Regions from separate parts of the Mus musculus genome. Here region 1 is linked to region 2. A link is a contact called in public HiChIP or PLAC-seq data. All regions are on one chromosome and are shown on one strand. Each heading gives the region's core, a stretch centred on a gene start, on an enhancer-like site or on the middle of the called end of the contact. The rest is flanking DNA. Distances are from core to core; before and after follow the strand shown. Region 1 overlaps Tns3 (tensin 3). Region 2 has its middle 29 kb from the start of Tns3.

Region 1 (5,076 bases), core at 960-3,459, 250 kb before region 2:
GCATATTGAACAACATAAACCCGAGGTCTGTCTAGCTACACATACATCAGATGTGGATGGATGTATGGCTGCCAGGCTGGAAGACAAGAATATCACAGGGACATACTTCTAGCCTGGGGCAAGTCCCTGTGACCTCTGTTGTGGCTATGGCAAACTCATCTTTTTGGAACCTAGAACATCCACACGATAAATGAGGGTGTCTTCTTTCATTTTATAATGGTCACATTGATGTGCTTAGATTTACGGAGCAGACCTACATTAGAACAATAGAAACTATCCAGAGGAATTAAGAATATTTCTTTACCATGACATTCTATCTGGAGAGTACGTCACAAGGGAGGTAACAGTAAGATGGCACACAGTATCCATCAGTTAGAATGAGAACATCCTTCAGGGTGACACCACCTGAGGTATGTAAGTAAGGATGTGGAGCAAGGGGATGCTTCTCCATTGCTGGTGGGAATACAAAATGGTACAGCCACTTTGCAAAAAAGTTCTGTGGTTTCATTCAAAGCTAACTAGTCGTGCCACCTGACCTAACTATCAGGCTCCTTCGTATTTAATCAAAGGAGTTGGAAACATGTATTAACTGAAAACTTGCGTTTGGATATTTTTAGAAGCTTTATACATACTTGCCAAAACTTAGAAGCAACCCAGATATTCTTCAGTGGCTGTGTGCATAAATAAGCTTTGCTTCACCAAGGGCTGGGGAGATATTTCGGTTGGCAAAAGGTTTGTAGTGAAAGCTATGACCCTGAGGATTAGAGTTCAGGTCCCCAGCAAGTGGAATGCAGTGATGTACTGCTACCATCGCAGGACTGGGAAGGCAGAGCAAGTGGATCCTCAGAGCTCACTGGCCAGCCAGCCTAGCCACATCAATGAGCTACAGGTACGGTGAATGACGGCTATAAAAAATAATGTGTAGGGAAATTTGAGGAAATATACAACATGGACTTCTGCCTCTGAACACATGTGCACACACATGTTCAGGGACCCATATGTATATGCATACAGATCTGTACAAACACACATATAATCTCCTGCACTATACACAAGGAAGGAAGCGACCGATCTCTGGAAAGCCATAGAAGAAGCTGAATGGCTATACCGAGAGAAAGAAACCAACCTGAAATGCTACATAGCTTGTGTTTACAGCATAAAGCATTCTGGGAAAACTGACAGTATGGCGACCATAAAAAGATCAGTGACAGTGAGTATCTTGACTATGAGGGAGGAGTGAGTAAGGAGATCAGAGGTAAGTTTTAAGATGAAGAAAATACTTCATGTGACATTATACTCATGAATGAATGCCAATATTTCTCAAGCCCATTGCCACCGAGAGAGAACACTGTATTTCTGGGCGGAGCCTTGTAAAATTTAGCACTAGAGGCAACCAGTGGCTGCTGACAGAGAGAGACTCAGTTTTCTTCATGGGTGAGTGCCCTGATAAGTTATTAAACCCCACATGGTCAGCCCTAAACACACGTACATATGAGCTAAACACTAAATGGACTCAGTAGACTCGTGTGTATGCGCATGTATAATACAGAATTCGGGCTGTGAATATGACAGGGAGTGGGGAGTGGGGGTGGGGGGGGAGTGGGGGAGAGATGATGTAAATGTTCAAGCCATTATAATTTTTAAATAAAAAGAGTGAGCTCTACATACACTACAGACTTCACTTAATAATGCAAAGATACTAGACAACTCATCAGCTGTAACACTATGGTGTGGGATACTGTGAATGGAGAGCCAGCATTGACATGGAATCTCTCTGCCTTCTATACTTTCCCATAGTGGATTTAGGAAGTACAATCTATTTACAAAGATTTCACCCAAGTGGCCTGGTCTCCCAGTGTGGTGTGTCTCAGCACAGATGGCAGAGTGGGTCCAGCAGTTGACTCAGGCTGAGGGACTGTTGAGTCACAGCTCCAGAACAGTTCTACATTTTCAGCTGGCGAGGCAGGTCACCACATCCTGCCTTCCCGCACCCCTCCCCCCACACTAAATATGGGCCTTAACATTTATTTATTCCACTGAATCTGGTCTTGTTTGAGTCCGAGCCTCTGATGCCCTGGCCATGCCTCCTCACAGCTGCACCCCACCCAGCTGTGCCAAGCAGCTATAAAAGGAAACTTCCTTCACAGTCCCCAGAAAAGCAGGAAATGACTGTCCAAAGGGAAGTTCTATCATGGAGTTCGGTTCCGCCCAGTGACTCGGAGATGCAGAGATACAAAACCAAAGCTGCGGCCACTGACCTGCTCCCTGCTTCAGCAGCTCGGCTGCAGAGTTGGCTGCTGTCTGGGGAGAGTTTTCTGCTATTTCCTCCAGTGGATCTGCAGGAAGGAGTGAGACGAGACATGAGCTCCTGACACAGTAGTCCACATGGCAAAGAAAATCTGATGACAGAATTCCCAGACGGTGACAGAGCTTTCTCTTGCGAGGCAATCATGCAGCCCACAGAGACTGTAACCCATTCTGAACACAGATGGAGGTGGTATGCCCCTAAAACATGTTCCAAGTCTCTGAATTCATTTACATAAGTGATCAAAATTTAAAAGATAAATAAAATAACATTTACCTACAGGAAAGCTGGGACACACAGTAAGGCCCCTATACACCCTGGATATTAATTTTTAAAAAAATTATTGTGGGTATTTTCTAACAAATATAAAAGTAGAGAGACTTGTTCATTCATGACCTAAATTTAACCATAGCAACATCATTCTCATTTTGTAGGACTGTGAATCTATAATGCAAGTGACCTTAAAATTAGTCTGAGAAAATATATTTTTTCATACACACACATGTTTGTATATAAAATAACTACTTATGTATGTACACGTTTTACATGTCTGGTGCCCAAGGAGACTAGATCTTCTACAACTACAGTTTTACATGGTCGTAAGCTGCCTAATGTAAGTGCTGGGAATTGAACTCAGGACCTCTGGGAAAGCAGTCAGTGCTTTTAACCACTGAACCATCTCTCCAGACCCCAAGTGTTTTACATCTTTAAGCTGAGCAGTCTTTGTTTTCTGGACACCTTCCATACAGGCCACGATGGGCAATGTCTGAAAGCTATTATCAGCAGCAGGGCATTCTTCTTTCTCAATTCAGGTGGCCACTAGTTTTCTTTGGGGTTTAAGAGTATATGTCATAAAAAAAGAACCTTAGTTTATTTTGTAAGGTGGGTCCTGGGTACAGCATGCTATCAGCGGTACAGAAGATCGTACACGCAGCCAGATAGCACTGAGAACTCCTCCACATACCTCTCTCCGGAATGAGCAGCTTGCAGGGTAAAGCCAAGGGCGTAATGGAATGCTGGCACACCAAAGCCGTCAGGCTCCCTATAAAGTGGATAAGAGTAAATGAATGTCACCAATCTCTTCACTTGCTCTGTGCTTAACCAAAGAATCAGTTGAGACCAAAATTCCAAAAACGCATGCCTTTATACCACTGTGGGATGTGACTCAAAGCTCCAAGAATGACAAGGCCCAAGCCAATGAAGAGGGTGATGGAGGGACCTGTAGTGTATGCCAAGCATATGGCCTTTATAAGTGCGAAGTGCCGGGGCGCTTCTTACGAGTAGGAAACAAGGCTGCCCCGGTCTATCCAGAAGGCTCTCAATTCACAAAGAAGGGGGAGCTCTGGTGGCAGCACTGTGCTCCTCCTCCTTGTGCCTGAGGCATGGGGACACACTGCGCTCCAACCCTGCTGGGACCCAGCTGCTGACCTTCACCTTGTCTTATTCTAGCTCTCGGAGGATCCCTTCCGTTTATTTGGTTTTTGACAAGGCTTCTAAAGAACAACTGCCCCTTCAGCTTATCTTAAAGACCTCACGTGGCAGCCTGACACCCTGGGGCTGAAAGGAGAGAAACCCATTGTGGTACAGAGTCCCTCGAATCTCAAGCCACCTGAAGGAGGGAATCTATGCTCTAGAAATTCAAAAGAGCTTCTCAAGTAACTCACCAAAATATGGTTCATTTGAGCACCCTTTCAACCGCACTCCCTTTGGGGTACACTCAATCAGGAAATGCCGGACAAGTTCATTGGACAAATCTCCAGCTGCGGGAAGAATAAAAATTTATTGTTTTAAATTTAAAATGTAAGAGAATCAAAGTAGGGATCGAGGGTAGAGAAAAAAGAGAGAGAACTATATAGAAGACAGACAGACAGACAGACAGACAAGCTTTTATATCTGCCTCCTGCAGATATCAAATCTAAGGGCTACACTTAAGAAGGCTCCCTCTAACTAGGATTAAACCACTGCACTACTGGGCCACTCCCAGAACCACTCCTGGGATGGTCAGTGGGCGGGGCCACAAGGCAGGTGGATAGTAAGACTTAAGAGTCCCTGAGAGACAGACACCCTCAGGCGGAACTCCAGAAACTCCCAGAGACGGGATGAACTGGCAGCTTAGAAAGACCCTGGCCTTGGAGCACCAGCTGCATTCCTCCAAGAGAGGAAAGGCCACCGAGGCTCCGGCAGAAAAGACTTCAGTACAGAGCTGGAAGGATGCCAGCCCTCTGGGTGAGGTGGAACCGCCAGCTGGGTACAGAAACGCCTGCAGCAACAAGCAGTCTGCTATGTAGGGGCAGCATTCTACCAAACTGCTAGTAAACAGGACACTTGTGTTCAAGCCAGCTGCTGAACCGAAAGAGAAGAAGCAACTGAATGGAAAAGTACAAACTGAACCAGGAGAAAAGAAGTCACTGCCCCAAGCTGCTAAAGTCAGTAGACACCCTGTGTACTGCATCTCTCTCCTTAATTGCTGTCTTTAGCACTCTGAGACCTAGCCTCTCAGTATAATTGATATAAAGCAAGACCTACTAAATTTGCGATTCGGGAGAGGTTGCCAGACTCTAGTCTGTATAAGCTGAATAAAACCTGGCAAATTTTGAGCCCCAGTATGAGGCCATAAATGGAAGATTCCACACCACGAAACTTTGTTTCATGAACGAAATAATGGAAAATATTGCATAACATTACTTTCAAAATATATGGAATGTATATGAATTCTATAGGAGATGTAAATGAATTTAATCTTAGGACTTGGGTCTCCCAGGTTGTATTCC
Region 2 (4,956 bases), core at 593-3,092:
TCTTGTTAGGTGCCTTCTCCAACCTGAGAGCACCCATCAAGGCTCCCCAAGGCTGGGGCTTGAGTTTTCAGGCTACTAGAGTTTTCCCTCACTGTCACCGGTGCAGAGTATCTGAGGAGAAATAGGGCTAGTCACCCCTTTGCCTGGAAAGCTAGGGCAAGTCTTCACTCCATTCTTCCTCATGCTTCACACCCAAGACATTTTTTCTTTTCTATTTTCTTTTTTTAAAGGTGATGTCAAGCAGAGACAGTTGTCCTAGTCCCTGGCAGCTGCTGCACGGAACAACGCATCCTCCTCCACCCTGGCATTAGTTATGGCTGTCAGTTAGGGGAGAAGGAAACACTGGCTGATGTCTGATTGCCTCCAGGCCCTGGAGTCTGTGTGCTAGAAGATTCTGGCTCCATGCAGGCTTAGCCAACTTAGAAATGTCTGCTTGAAAATGAACTCTTTTATGTTCACAATTTCACAAATAGAAAGCGCCTGATTTGGGGATCGGGACACTGTGGTCATGAGTTCTCCATGTGGTAGCCATTGAGCCTCGAGACTGCCTGCCCAGTATCATCCCTCATCTTAGCTGTGCCAAATGCCAAAGAGCTTTTGAAATGTCACAGTGGAAATTAGAAACAAAGACGAGGCAGACACCTAAGCCCAGTGAAGCATGTTTACTTTCATGACCTTATAAGCAGGACTCTTTGCAAACCTTCCTCTGTTTTTTTATTTTATTTTATTACATGCATTTATTTTGTGCGTATGTGTTTATGGGTGTGCACATGTACCACTGTGTGTGTTAGAGGTCCCGGGACAATCTGTGGATGTTGGCTCTCTCCATCATGTGAGTTCTGGGGACTAAACTGTGGTTCTCAGGCTTGGCAGAAAGCCGAGTCATCTTGCCAGCTCATAGCCAAAGATCTTTATGTTTATCAGAAGAATAGACTGGGCACCTTAATGTATGGCAAGATGTTTGCCTTACATAAAACCGAGACGTCCGAGCTGGTGGGAAAGGAAGACAGGTGAGTGAGCTGATAGAGCCAGAGCTGTCAGTCACAGGGTCAGGACTGGCTCTGGAGTCTCTGTTCATGCAGCTGGGAAGTATGTGGTCACAAGTACCCAGAAGGACAGCCAGAAAAATGAGTGACACGGTATATAAGGCAGAACGTGGAATCTGGCACAGTACCAACACTACTTTCTCTTGACACGTGCATCTGTTTGTTGAGTGTGAACTTGTGTCTATGTGTGTGCACAGTGTGCATTTAAACAAGCCTGTGAGTGCGGGCTTTTGCAAATGGAGGTGGGCACGCTGTAGAGTGTGCATTCTTGCGAGCGAGGGTGCGTGAATGGCAGTGTGTGTGTGCTTCTGCTCCTTTTGAGTCCTGCCCAAAAGACTGGCTCGGGCCTGATTTGTTTTGCCATTTGCCATCCTTTCTCTCCTCCCCCATCTCCAGACAGAAGCTCACTCTTAGTATAGCTCAAGAATCAGCCCCACCCCTGCATGTAACCTGATCCCCCCGTGGAATGCACAACAGAGCTTCAAAACCCTGGAACAGGGCTAATCCTCTTTATTTGGCAGCATCTCTGAAAAAAAAAATAAAATAAAGTAAACCAGTGGGGGCGAGGCAGGAAAGTTGGAGGTCCCGCTTCTGCTGTCTGTCCACACAAAGCCCGCTGGGCCTTGGGCTGCTTGCAAAGGAAAGACATTGTCTTGTGGATTACAAGACATAAAGTGGAAGGCTCTTCTGTAATTATGCCTGAAGAGTTTAGTCGCCAGTGTTTGAAGCCAGGAAGCAGTCCTGTTGCTGATCAACTATATGTTTACTGAGCCTGTACTGTGAGTCAGGCCCCTGCTGGGCGGGATCCAGGGGTGCAGAAGGGAAAACGCTGCTGTGATAGACCAGAGCCTTCCCTGCTGCAGACATCAGCCCCCAAGGCAAAGGCTGCCAAGAGAGCTGCCCCAGCCCAGTGCTAGTATAAAGCATGGTTAGGTTTAAAGAAAGGCCATAAAGGTCATGACCATCCTGCCTTTAGAAATGCATTCGCATGGACTTACATAGGAACTCACTCCTGGGCAGATGACACGGATTTATTTATCTTATAACCCTGGACCTTTGTAGAGCCCTGGATACAAGGTCAGTCACCCTGGTCCTAACGCTCGCCCAGGTCTGTATTACTGAGGGAGAGGCTTTATCGTGAGCCCTGCTGGGATCCCAGTCCCGCCTTTGAGTATTTGCTTGCTTTATTTATTTGTTTAAGACACAGAGCCTTTCTGTGTGACCCAGGCTAGCCTTGAACTTGCTATGCTGGCCTAGCACTTCTGGCCCTCCTGCTTCTCAGGATCTCACTGTGTACCACTTGCCCGACTTGTTGTCATTCATTTGTCCTCCTTCCTTTTGATTTTCCTCCTTATGTATGCATGTTTTTCTTTATTAAAACGGTGGTACTGAAGGTAATACTCAGCAAAGGTGTTACACATCTCACAAAATACCTGGTTAACAGCATATGTGTGCATTTCAGCATTGCGGGACAGGCTTTTCCTAGGGAGACACTACACAAGGATCTATTCCCCCCAGATAGGGAGACCACAACAGGCCAAAGAAGAGATATCACCAAAGTCCAACTCGATGAGCCCATGGGTTTTATTAGGGTTACTTACAGGAGTCTGGGTAGAGAAGAGTAGGCTGGTTCCAGGAACTGGGCAATTCTAGGCAAGTCCAGCTTCAGAAGCTGCCCTGCCACCTGGCCTGAATCAAGGACAATGGGTTACCAGCAGTTTCCAGATCTTCCCAGAAAGTTCCACCACACCCAGGTAACGGAATGTCTGTAGAAATGGACCCAACATATTACCATAGAGGTCACCTACCCTAGAATCCCCTAATGTGCTTTAAATCAGGCCTGCGAGCTCACTTGGCTGTTTCTCTATCTTGGTAATGGGAGACCCCGGCACGCTGGACTAATGCAGAATAAAACACTCTTTGAGTTTACATCCTATTTGAGTCGGGGTGTCATTCTTCATGGTATCACAGACCCTTACAGGATGAGAAGATACAAACAGGAGCAGAAATGACTCAAAGCTCACCCTAGTATGGGTGACAGCTCACCAAAGCTGGAACCATGGAGAACACTGCCTGTAGGCAGCTCAAGAAGTTGGAGCTGTCCCTTCCATGTGACTCAGTACATCTAGACTTCTTGCAGGCAGCTTAGCTGGTTCCTTTAAGGCAGCTGATCTGGTCTCAGAGTCTTCTTTCAGCTTTGCCCATTTGGGAGTCTTCTTTGCATCCTTGGACTCTCTGGATTTATTTCTTACTCTGGCAGGGATGGGGATTGGGGGAGGGCTGGTGAATCTGATCAGTTTCAGGGACTTCCTGAGGCTATTTTCAGTTGTTTACTTTCTTGATTAAGGAGCTTTCCTGTGGGGTGAATGTTTCAACATCATACCCGTGGAAAAAACTATCACTGTTTCTCAAAGACTGGAACAAAAGAGAAGAATGCCCAATTTGGGGCTGAGCTTGTGGCTCAGTGGTAGCACACTGACCTAGTATGAACAAAACTCTGGGTTAGATTCTCAACACATCATCAAATAGGAAATGGTGGTGTATTCTTGTAATCCCAGGTGGAGGCACAAGGTTAAGAAGTTGAAGGTCTCTGTCATCTTTAGCCTAAGGAAACTTTGCTCTCCACTTTCAAAAAAAGTCCAATGTCTATGTATCATGTGTCAGCCAAGCAACAAGGTAAGAGAAAGAAATGCTGATCATCTGGCTATGGGAAGAGGGGGTCAGCTTATTGTGCTGATGACATGATTGTAGATAGAACGGCGACACTTCCTTCATAAACTGTTAGAATGTACAAATTCATTCAGTAAACTTGTAGAGTAGAAAATCAATGCACCAATTATGAAATTCCCGAAAAAGAAATCAAGAAAGCAATCCCATTCACAGCAACAAAATACTTTGAAGAAATCTGAGCAGAGAATTGAATGCTTTATATGATAGAGGTCACAAAACAGTGATAGAATTACCCACAGATGGGAAAGATGGACAGACAACCTGCACTTGTGAACTGGGAGGGCTGGTATCGCCAGCATTTTCATAAAGAGATCTATTGGACTCAATGAAATTCTATGAAGATCCAGGGACACTGGTTTTGAGTGTGTGCCCTGTGTGCACACATTGTGTGGAAGTCAGAGGACAACTTTGAGTACATCTCCTGAGGCACCATTCCCCTGTTTTGGGGTCTCCTCCTGGCCTGGGACTTCTTGCCTAGAAGTTAGACTGGCTGGTTAGTGAGCCAAGAGATCTACCTTCTGAGCCTTCCCAGAACTGGAATCATAAGTACATTACAAGCTGCTACACCTTTTGATCTTTTTATTGAAAGAAGAATCGTTTTCGTGTAACGTATTATTTTTATCATGTTTCCCTCCTCTTCTAATTTTTCCCAGATCTTCCCCACCTCCCTACCTATCCCTAACTTCAGGTTCCTTTCCTCTCTTTAAAAACAAACAGCAAACAAAAACAAAACAACAAAACCCAAGAAACATTCACACACACACACACACACACACACACACACACACACACGCACGCACGCACGCACGCAAAACATAAATGAAATTGACAAAAGATAAATCTTTAGAGTTTGTAGAAAGGAAAGTACTGAGGAAAAGTGTAAGAGAGAGAGTTTCCTTCACCTTTGTGTACTCCTGGTGGATCACGCCAGTGCACAGACCAGGAGCTATCTTTGGATCTGCAAATGAAAGACACACACGCATTAGCTGATTTTTAAGATGCCTTGCCTTCCTCCAAGGCTGGGCAGTCCTAAACCTTCCCCTGCTACCTCAAGCCCAATCGGAGAAGTCTCACAGGGCTGGTTGGCTTCATTCCCTGCTGCTCCTGCGTCCCATTCTTCTTCTCCAAGTCATGGCGATTCTCTCCTGTTCCTCTCTGCATCCTCACCTGTGCAACTCTA

The links. HiChIP or PLAC-seq counts read pairs in DNA pulled down with a chosen protein or histone mark.
Region 1: a contact with region 2 is called in a FOXA1 HiChIP or PLAC-seq map of pancreatic cancer cells. The contact joins two enhancer-like sites. A contact is called at or near these places in 2 of 484 Hi-C or Micro-C datasets (myocytes and olfactory sensory neurons) and 2 of 115 datasets of contacts at active chromatin or transcription factors (microglia and pancreatic cancer cells).

Annotation. Positions count from the first base shown.
Region 1 is chr11:8,441,677-8,446,752 of GRCm38.p6, forward strand. Tns3 (tensin 3) reads right to left here. Exons shown (of 31, transcript NM_001083587.1): 25 at 3,970-4,065; 26 at 3,270-3,347; 27 at 2,259-2,336. Among named protein-coding and RNA genes, the nearest start is that of Tns3, 220 kb to the right of the region's middle. Within about 2 kb of position 2,210, at least 94 of the 459 cell types and tissues checked have an H3K27ac peak or open chromatin away from gene starts, as enhancers often do. A contact at or near this core is called in myocytes and pancreatic cancer cells, where this site is marked.
Region 2 is chr11:8,691,524-8,696,479 of GRCm38.p6, forward strand. No RefSeq gene overlaps it. Among named protein-coding and RNA genes, the nearest start is that of Tns3, 29 kb to the left of the region's middle. Within about 2 kb of position 1,843, at least 137 of the 459 cell types and tissues checked have an H3K27ac peak or open chromatin away from gene starts, as enhancers often do. A contact at or near this core is called in myocytes and pancreatic cancer cells, where this site is marked.